Linked DNA regions of Rattus norvegicus: region 2 is linked to region 1. Evidence: chromatin contacts called from public Hi-C data. All regions are on one chromosome and are shown on one strand. The core of a region is the stretch at or near the end of the contact, and the rest is flanking DNA. Distances in the headings are between cores, read along the strand shown.

Evidence for each region. Hi-C and Micro-C count contacts between places; a contact is called where the count stands out from the background.
Region 2: a Hi-C map of the A7r5 cell line shows a contact between it and region 1, with 7 times the contacts expected there. The contact joins the enhancer-like site here to the promoter of Mtap in region 1. A contact is called at or near these places in 12 of 12 Hi-C or Micro-C datasets (the A7r5 cell line, the Rat2 cell line, Schwann cells and 7 more).

Annotation. Positions count from the first base shown.
Region 1 is chr5:108,989,007-108,992,860 of GRCr8, reverse strand. It overlaps Mtap (methylthioadenosine phosphorylase), which reads right to left and starts at 2,591. Exons shown (of 8, transcript NM_001394049.1): 1 at 2,400-2,591. The coding sequence starts at 2,432.
Region 2 is chr5:109,337,360-109,341,694 of GRCr8, reverse strand. No RefSeq gene overlaps it. Among named protein-coding and RNA genes, the nearest start is that of Dmrta1, 190 kb to the left of the region's middle. Within about 2 kb of position 2,449, at least 13 of the 93 cell types and tissues checked have an H3K27ac peak or open chromatin away from gene starts, as enhancers often do. A contact at or near this core is called in the A7r5 cell line and prefrontal cortex, where this site is marked.

The DNA of each region.
Region 1 (3,854 bases), core at 1,342-3,841:
AGACACAAATGTACCTCCTACGCCCATTCTTGGAGAATGCCCAGTGGTTTTCCACAGTCCTAGCTCTCTATTTCCTAAGGTAGGATGACCTCTTCACTCACACAGTAAAGTAACAGAAACTGTTTCAGGTTGAAGAAATATCTATTTGCTGGGAATGCTACGCTTTAAGTCTGTCATTATCTAGGACCTATATGGGACACTTGACATCTGTCAGGGAGGGCTTCAGCTTCACATCTGTAAGAAAGAATCTACATGGTCTTATGACCTCAAATGAACAATCTACCTCTATTACCTGATGCACAGATAAAATGTAGTTTGTGTGCACACACATATGTGTGTGCAAAGGCCAGGGGTGTCTTCCTCAGTTAAACTTAACCTGTCTTTCAATGGGAAAGGCATTCTCACTGAATCAAGAGCTCACCAATTTAGTTAGACTGGCTAGTACTCAGTCCCAAGAGTCTACCTGTATCTGCCTCTTTATTGACAGGACTGTTGACTCTGACGCAGCTCCCTGGCATGGGTGTTGAGGGTTCAAAGTCATGTTCTCACGCTTGGGCAGCAAGCACTCCAGAGACTAAGCTGCTTCACTCTAGCCCTAAGATATCCTTTTTATAGGTTATTTTGCTCTGGTACTGACCCTTCATAATTTCTATTTGGGATGCTGCCTTAGCAGTTGATGGTGCTGACATCATGAATTCTTATTAGCAATGCTGTCACCTGTTGTAATCTCAAGGAGAGAACTCAGCAGGCATTCCTAGCACCATTTATATCTCTTAAGTTTTACTTCAAAAGCATGCCAAGATAAAAAAAAATACATATCATTCAATATTTACATAGCTCTTTCTGCTCCTAAGTGGGCCAGTCCATTTTACAGGGAAGCTGTGTGTTGGCCAGAATGTGAACTAGATTAAAGCAAATTCTTTCTGTTGAGCTATGCTGGTCTTCGCACGTATAATATCATCCTGTCGGGGCTGATTAAGTTTGAAATATTAACCTTTTTGGTTTTACTCACATTGTGGGACAAAGATGACTAATAGGTCTATCTTCAAACCATAGGCTCTACCTCAGTGAAATTTCTTGGATTTTACATGCCAAGGCACACCCTTTTCAGTTAAGAACAAATATTTACATCTGGCCCCATGTAAAATATGCTGTTAAGAGAAAGGTGCATGTGATCCATGGACATTTGGAATTATCTCCACCCCTAAGAAGTGAATTATACTTAGTACAGACACCATATTTCTAGCCCTTCCAGCCTACAATATGGTAAAAATTCCCACAGACCCGTGGCTTTCTATAAATGTAAACATCCTTCTCGAAATCGGAAAAAAAAAAAAAAGTTGGCCAGTATGTCTTAGTGCAGCCACCTCACCCCCTGCTCTCATCCTGGTTGGTTCCTGAAGCCCTGCAAGGCCCCAGGATACAAAGCCCAGGCAGGCTGCAGGCTAAATGCAGAGATGGGCCTCTTGCAAGGGAATCAAACAGCACTGCAGGGAATCAAAAAGGATGCCTGAAGAAAATTGTACTTCCTGCATCACGGGTTAGAAATTCCCAAAGTGAATCAAATTAACTGCGTTCTTGGCTAATAATAAACAGGCTAGAAAGGACTTAGCCACTAGTTTTTCCTCTGCTCTGTTATTCCACTCTCTACCCATCAATCAGGATGTGTTTAAAAGACCCAGGGGAGGGAGGCTCACTCCAACTCTCTGAACTCATGTTCTCCTCTGGCCAGCTGTTCCCAGCACACAAGAGTCCCTTGTGTCTAGATCTCTGGGGACCTGAGGCCTAAGAAAATAGCTCTAACTTTCAAGGTTGCAAAGCAGTTTAAAGACTGAGGCCTCCAGGCTGGGAGCGGTCCGCACTCCGTTTCAGTACTGGAAAAAGTCTCAGAACTCCCACAGCTCTGCGCTGCGGAGGTAAAACAAAGCAAAAGGAAATCTAAGTTTGGTGGGGGAAAAAAGCAAAAGCGAAGCGTGCAAAAGAGCAAGTGCTTGCTCTCCCACGTGGGCCGAGTCAAGAGCGGAAGCTCAAGTCCCGTAAGGCTAGAGGAACCGGCAGAGCAGTTGCACGAGCTGGGACACACATCAGCTCCCGCCTGGAGCATCTCCAGGGGGGAGTGGTACTGAAAGAGGGTGGCAGCGGGGCGCAGTGTCCCCCTTCATCACCCCACTCCCCATCGGAGCCCCAGTTACCACCGCCCGGGCCCGGAATGCAGATGAGTTCAAAGGCTGGGGACATCGGGGTGCATTGGCGGTGGGTGCCGCGCCCCTGCACCTCCCGGCTGAACCTTGGGTGGGGGGCTCTCAGGCTGGGGACACAGCCCGGAGGCGCGGCCCCTGCGGAGGGACGAGAGGGAGCCAAGCAGAACTAGCCCAATAGCAGCTTGTAGGGTGTCTCACCTTCACTGCCGTGCAGGCGGAGCCCGAGGCCATGTCTGCACCGGGGAAGTCCACGGCGGGCCGCAGCGCTGGACCAAGGGGAGACTGCGGGGCTGGCACGGCGCGAGAGTGAGCGGTGCAGGGGCCCGTGGGCTCTGGCTCCTCCTCTTCCTCCCAGGGAGCGCGGGATTGGCTGCCCTCCTGGCACCCTCCTCCTCAAATCAGGTTCCCGCCTCCCGCCCCTTTTGCAGACTTTTCGGCTTCTGCTGGTCTGTGCGGTCTGAGGGCGCGTCAGTGGTCAAAGTAGAAGTTGTTTGGCACTTTGTCTTTTAACTGTTTCACAAGAACTTCGTGAGGTCGCGCAATACTGCCAGCTCTGCAGTGAATTTCCTGCCTCGGTGGCCAGGGCTGTGAAATCAGGCTCTGCCGCATTCCAGGGCTTTGGGGAGGGCGGAGGGATACTGAAGAGTGCTAGCTTGAGATTCCCGCCCCCAGAGCTCTGATTTACAAACTGGTTTATTTAGTAACAGTTTGGCGGGAAGCTATTAAGGGGGCAGGATCTTCCCCAACACCAGGCGAGGGGCATTTTTAAAATCCTTTACACAATGGCTAGTGGTGCAGATTTGTAATCCCAATCACTCATGAATCCTGAGCAGCAGTATGGCAAGGTCAAAGTCTTTACTTGGCTACAGAGTGAGTTCACGACCATCTTGAGCAATATTGAGAGTCTATCTCAAAAATAAAAAGAGGGCTTGCTATTTAGGTCAGCACTAGAGTGTTTATCTGGCATCCAAGGAGGTCCTAGCTTCAATCCTCACTCCAATAAAACAAGCAAAAATTATAACAACTTTCTATGCCGGGGCAGCATACAGTACGGCAGGATTCAGATTCAGGACCTGTGTCTCCATGATGCGATACCAGCAGGACCCACTCTGACCCCAGTGATGTTTCCCCTGGATACTCGCTCTGAGAGGCCCTATCCCTTTTCTACTCACACTATCTCTTCTCTACTTGGATGATCATTGTAGCCTTTGATGGTACAAGCTGTCCCAAACAAAATGCTGACCAGCAGCTATCTTATTTTTTTCTTAATTTATTTCATTATTTATCTGTATGTGCACATAAATGATTGCAGGTGTGTGTGTGTGTGTGTGTGTGTGTCCAGAATTCAGCCTGCAGCTGGAGCAACAGGCAACTGTGAACTTCTTGATATGGGTAGGTACTAGAAACCGAATTTACCTCTACAAGTGCTCTTAACCCCTGAGCCATCTCTCTAACCCTGGGTGACAGCTATCTTAAGGGTGGTCTCTGAAATATAGAAAAGCTATACATTATTCTGTGGTTGGGAAGAAATCAAGGAAGGAAATTCTGCTATCTTTTTTTTTCAACAGTGTTAATTGAAAGTTCCCAAAGAAAAAGTATCTACATAACGTTCCATAAGGCCGATTGACTGGTCAGGGTTTCAGTGACTATGGA
Region 2 (4,335 bases), core at 1,200-3,699, 350 kb before region 1:
GGCTTGTTGTGCCCATTCCAAAGTCTCAACCACTAAGAATAATCTCTGTGGAAAACAAAAGATTTAACCAAGGAAATGAGACCATGTGAGAGTGGTGTAATGTGTCACGGGTTCTTAATGTTTCTATCACTAGGAAGCCCAGACTTCATCTGCACAGGGCAGAACGCTCTTTACAAGCATGTGCCGTGCTGGGCCTGGGAACTAAACAAAGCAGGCTCCTCACCTCTTGTTGGGTAAATATATTGTGACTGGAGATACATATATTGTTGTTTTGTTTGTTTAGAGTGTTTTGCTTTGTTTCGCTTTGGTTTTTGAAACAGGGTTTCTCTGTGTGCCTCTGACTGCCCTGAAACTCACTCTGTAGACCAGGCTGGCCTCAAACTTAAGAGCCTGTCTCTACCCTGCACCCCCAAGGCTGGGATTAAAAGCACCACCACCTCCTGGCATGTTTTGTTATCTTAACCAGAGAGACATTTTGTAGTTGGGAGTGATGACTGGTGTTAGGAAGGAGAAAAGAAAGAAGAGAAAACAAGGAAAGAAGTCAAACTGGGATTAGGATCAGGAAATAGCTCTCTGAGGAAGTAATACCTAAACTGATCCAGAAAGAGAAAATAGGAAGCAGGCAGGTGACCAAACGATGATGTCACAATGGAGCCCCAGGGGATTTGAAAAGGGAATGGCTGTGTGCCTAATGAGCAAGGCCAAGTGTGGCTTGAGAGGAATCTGGAGACACAAGTAGAGAGGTGCTTAGCCAAATCCTCAAGGCCGTGTTAAAGTGTTTGGGTTTTGTGTTAAATGCAGCAAGAGTCTTAACCAAAGGTACACCAAGTACAAAGCAAACAGAAACCGCCTTTCCCAGCACCCATTCTTGAACCTACAACTGCTCAGGGTTTTACCGTGAAACAACTGGTTTCAAAGTCCCGCATTCTAACTGGCTGCTCAGAATTAATTCTTTTGTGAGTTACTCTGACCATAAAGAACAGGGATCCAGGCTAGATGTGAAATGTAAAAGAGAAGCTTAGCTATGGACTTAGTGGGGACGGATCAGTGTGTCATTCACAGAGTTCTGTTGGAGGTGGGGAATACTTCCGTCCTAAAGGTCCCACAGGGAAGGCCCTCCAGGGGAAATCAGCAGAGCATGAGTTTTCCACAGTTTAGTGTCTGCTGTATATTGGCCAGGTTATCTCCAGGGCTCAGGTCGGCTCCCCAGTTAATCAGAGTCACCTCTATTGACAGATGTGGGAAATTGGCTAGAAGGAAGCACTTCACTGTCACCGAGTTTGAAGACAGTAAGACACTACCCCCAAAAGATTTAAACTCAAAGGGAGTAAAGAGGTCAAAGATTCCCTGGAAGTCTTGCACTCAGGTTTCAAGGGCACCAACTGGACTGGATAGCCATGGGTCAGGAACCCAAGTCTGAAGGACTGCTTGATTGGGAATAGGCATGGACCTTTTATGACAGGGGAGTCTGAGCCAATCAAAAGCTAATATACAGTGACAATACACACCTATCTATATGCATGAATACACATGCAAAAACGCTTTAGAGATAATTTAATGAGTCCCTGTCTTCATCTGTGTTTTCACTGAAGACCCAGCCTGGCTCCGGATGTAATGGTTACCCAGATGGTCACAGAACAAAACCAAAAGTCAGAAATCTGTGAAAGTGGCATTTAAAGAGGTGATGGGGGGAGAGGAGCTAGAGTAAATAGAATGCATTGTATAGATTATGAAATTGTCAAAGAACCAACTTACGTAAAAGATACATTCTGTACATACATAAGATTCTCAAAGATTATGGTGTAAAAATGCAGAGTGCCTCAGCCAAACTCGATAACAGTGAAGTGCTCCATTAACGTGTGTTCTCCATTAGTGGAATGAACAACTATTGTCTGCATATTCATTTTAGAGACATTCATTACTAACACCTGGCAATCCCAGAAAACAAGAGTAGCAATGTGTAGCCTAGTGAATCATTATAAAGCAGGGGCGGGGAAAGACTTTTTCCATAACCATAGAGTTCTTCTTATGTCTGACTCTCTCTCAATATGACTCTCAGCTCATCAGTTGAGTTGACCCAATTGTGGCCAGTCTGCAGCCCTTAGAGGTTTCCTTGGGTGACATAATGTGCTCCCTACAAGCAGTTAGGCCGAGAGAATTCTGTCTAAAGGCAGAGTAAAAGGCAGAAGTGAGAATATAGCTGACTTTACCACTAAGCTGTTTTATCTTGAAGCTTCTGCCAAATTCGAGTAGCTTTGTGAAGGGGGGGGGGGGGGGGAGAAGTTGCCTCAGGAGTTGGTAACATCACTGATTTTTATTCCGTTTGACGAGCACAACCAACAAACAGCCACTAGGTGTCGTCAAAGTCAAACTAATCCTCACTTCTGCACTTACGAAGCAAGTTGGTCTAGACAGCGGACTCAGGAGCTCCCCGGGGATAGATTAAAACCGCGTATATTCTGAACTGCTCTCTCAATGAATAGAGCTTCCCGCGAACAGCATCTGAAACTTCGGTTCTCAGATTTTAGTACCGAAAAAAGGCAGAGGGTGGAGACCCTTCTACGATGAACCGGAACCAGAGAGGCCTGCCTCGTAGCAATTTCAAATGTGCGGAGAATATGGTCTGGTTTTAGCAGCTTTTGTTTACTTTATGGCATTTACAAACAAGAAGGCGTTGTTCCGCTAAGTCTGTCCATTCATTTACACGTGAAGGCAGTAAGACATCACTAAGTCTGAAGGCAGAGCCGCCTGACTCCACCTCAATTCCCCTCCATCCGGACACTCCTCTGTTTGTCTTTTCCAGCCCCCTCCCCTCCCGTCCCCCCCCCCCATCCCTATCTCTCCCTCCTCTATTTCTTCTTTTCAGTTTTCTCCTAACTGATATCTAAATCTACCACCTTTACACACACTCAATGGAAATAATATTTCTTGACTTTGGAAAGTCAATGAAAGAGGAAACTAAAAGGAAGAGAAGCTAGAGAGATGGCTCAGCTTTTGAGTGCTTACTGCTCTGTTAGAGGATCCGGGTCCTGCTCCCAGCACCCACGTGGCAGCTCATCGCTACCTGTAACTCTAGTTCCAGAGGAACAAAGTACCTCTTCTGTCCTCCATGGGCTCTAGTACATATACACACACTCAGGCACATGTACATAAAATAAATAAATACTTAAAAATGAATAGGAGGAGGAGGAAAGGGCTGGGGGTGGGAAAGCAAGCAGGTCACTGCCCAAACCTACCCAAAAGTTATAGAAGGTAAGGTCACAGGGTGGGAACCAGTGGTGGGAGCTGCAGAAGGCATTTCCCTTCATCTTTCCTGCCTCAGACTCCGGATTCTTTATCATGTTTCAGGAATTTCTAATCTTACCACAGTCAGATGACTCACACTGGCTGACTGGCTGTCTAGGCTTCTACCAAACACCTGTAAAGATAAACCTTGGTGAAAACAGCAGTCACTGCAGGGTGGCCTTTGCAAATGGCTAGGGGAATTTTCAGGGTTGAGTTCAATTTTCCTCCCCTAAAGGCTCACAGACCTTGATCTTACTTTCAGACATATTTGTGTCTGACAGCCAGAGGCTAATTACACACCAGGAATAACCTCCCATGGACTGAGACCTGCTTCTGCTTGGGGAGAGAGACACAGGAGTACAACACAACCTAATTTGGGATGACAGAAGGTTCTGGTTTGCAAGCTACTCAGACCAACCCTCTTCCTCACTCACTCACCGCCCCAAGTTGCCTCTTAGGAAGTTGTCTCTCCCTCAGATCAATTGAGAGATTCTTTCTAACTAATGTTTCTCCATGCAAGGCATAAGAGAACAATGGGCCACACAGCCAGATTCAAAATATAAATGTTAATTATATAAATAGTGTCCTCCCAGGCAAGTGATAAAGAAAATAATCAAGGAACTCTATTCCCGAAGACTTATATAGGAATAAAGCCCTATAGAGAGAGATAAACCATACATAAGCAGATAATTATAGGTCAACTCTTATTTCTAAGACAATAGACAACATTGAACCTTTAAAAAACACTTAATCCCTTCTAGGAGTTCTAGAAGCATTAGTTAGTTTAATGTTTTCATCAAGCACATATGGTACATATACTATAATTATAAAGCTAATGACCATGGAGTATAAATTTTTCATATATATATGTGTGTGTGTGTGTGTGTGTGTGTGTGTGTGTGTGTGTGTGTGTGCGTGTGTGTGTAATTTGTTATAATTTGAACAGGGCTCTGAGCATGCCAGAGAGTCTGGAACATCTGTGATTTAAAACAAAACACTAAAAACTAAAGTTGTGTGTTACGCAGGTGACTAATATATTTGTGTGCTTCT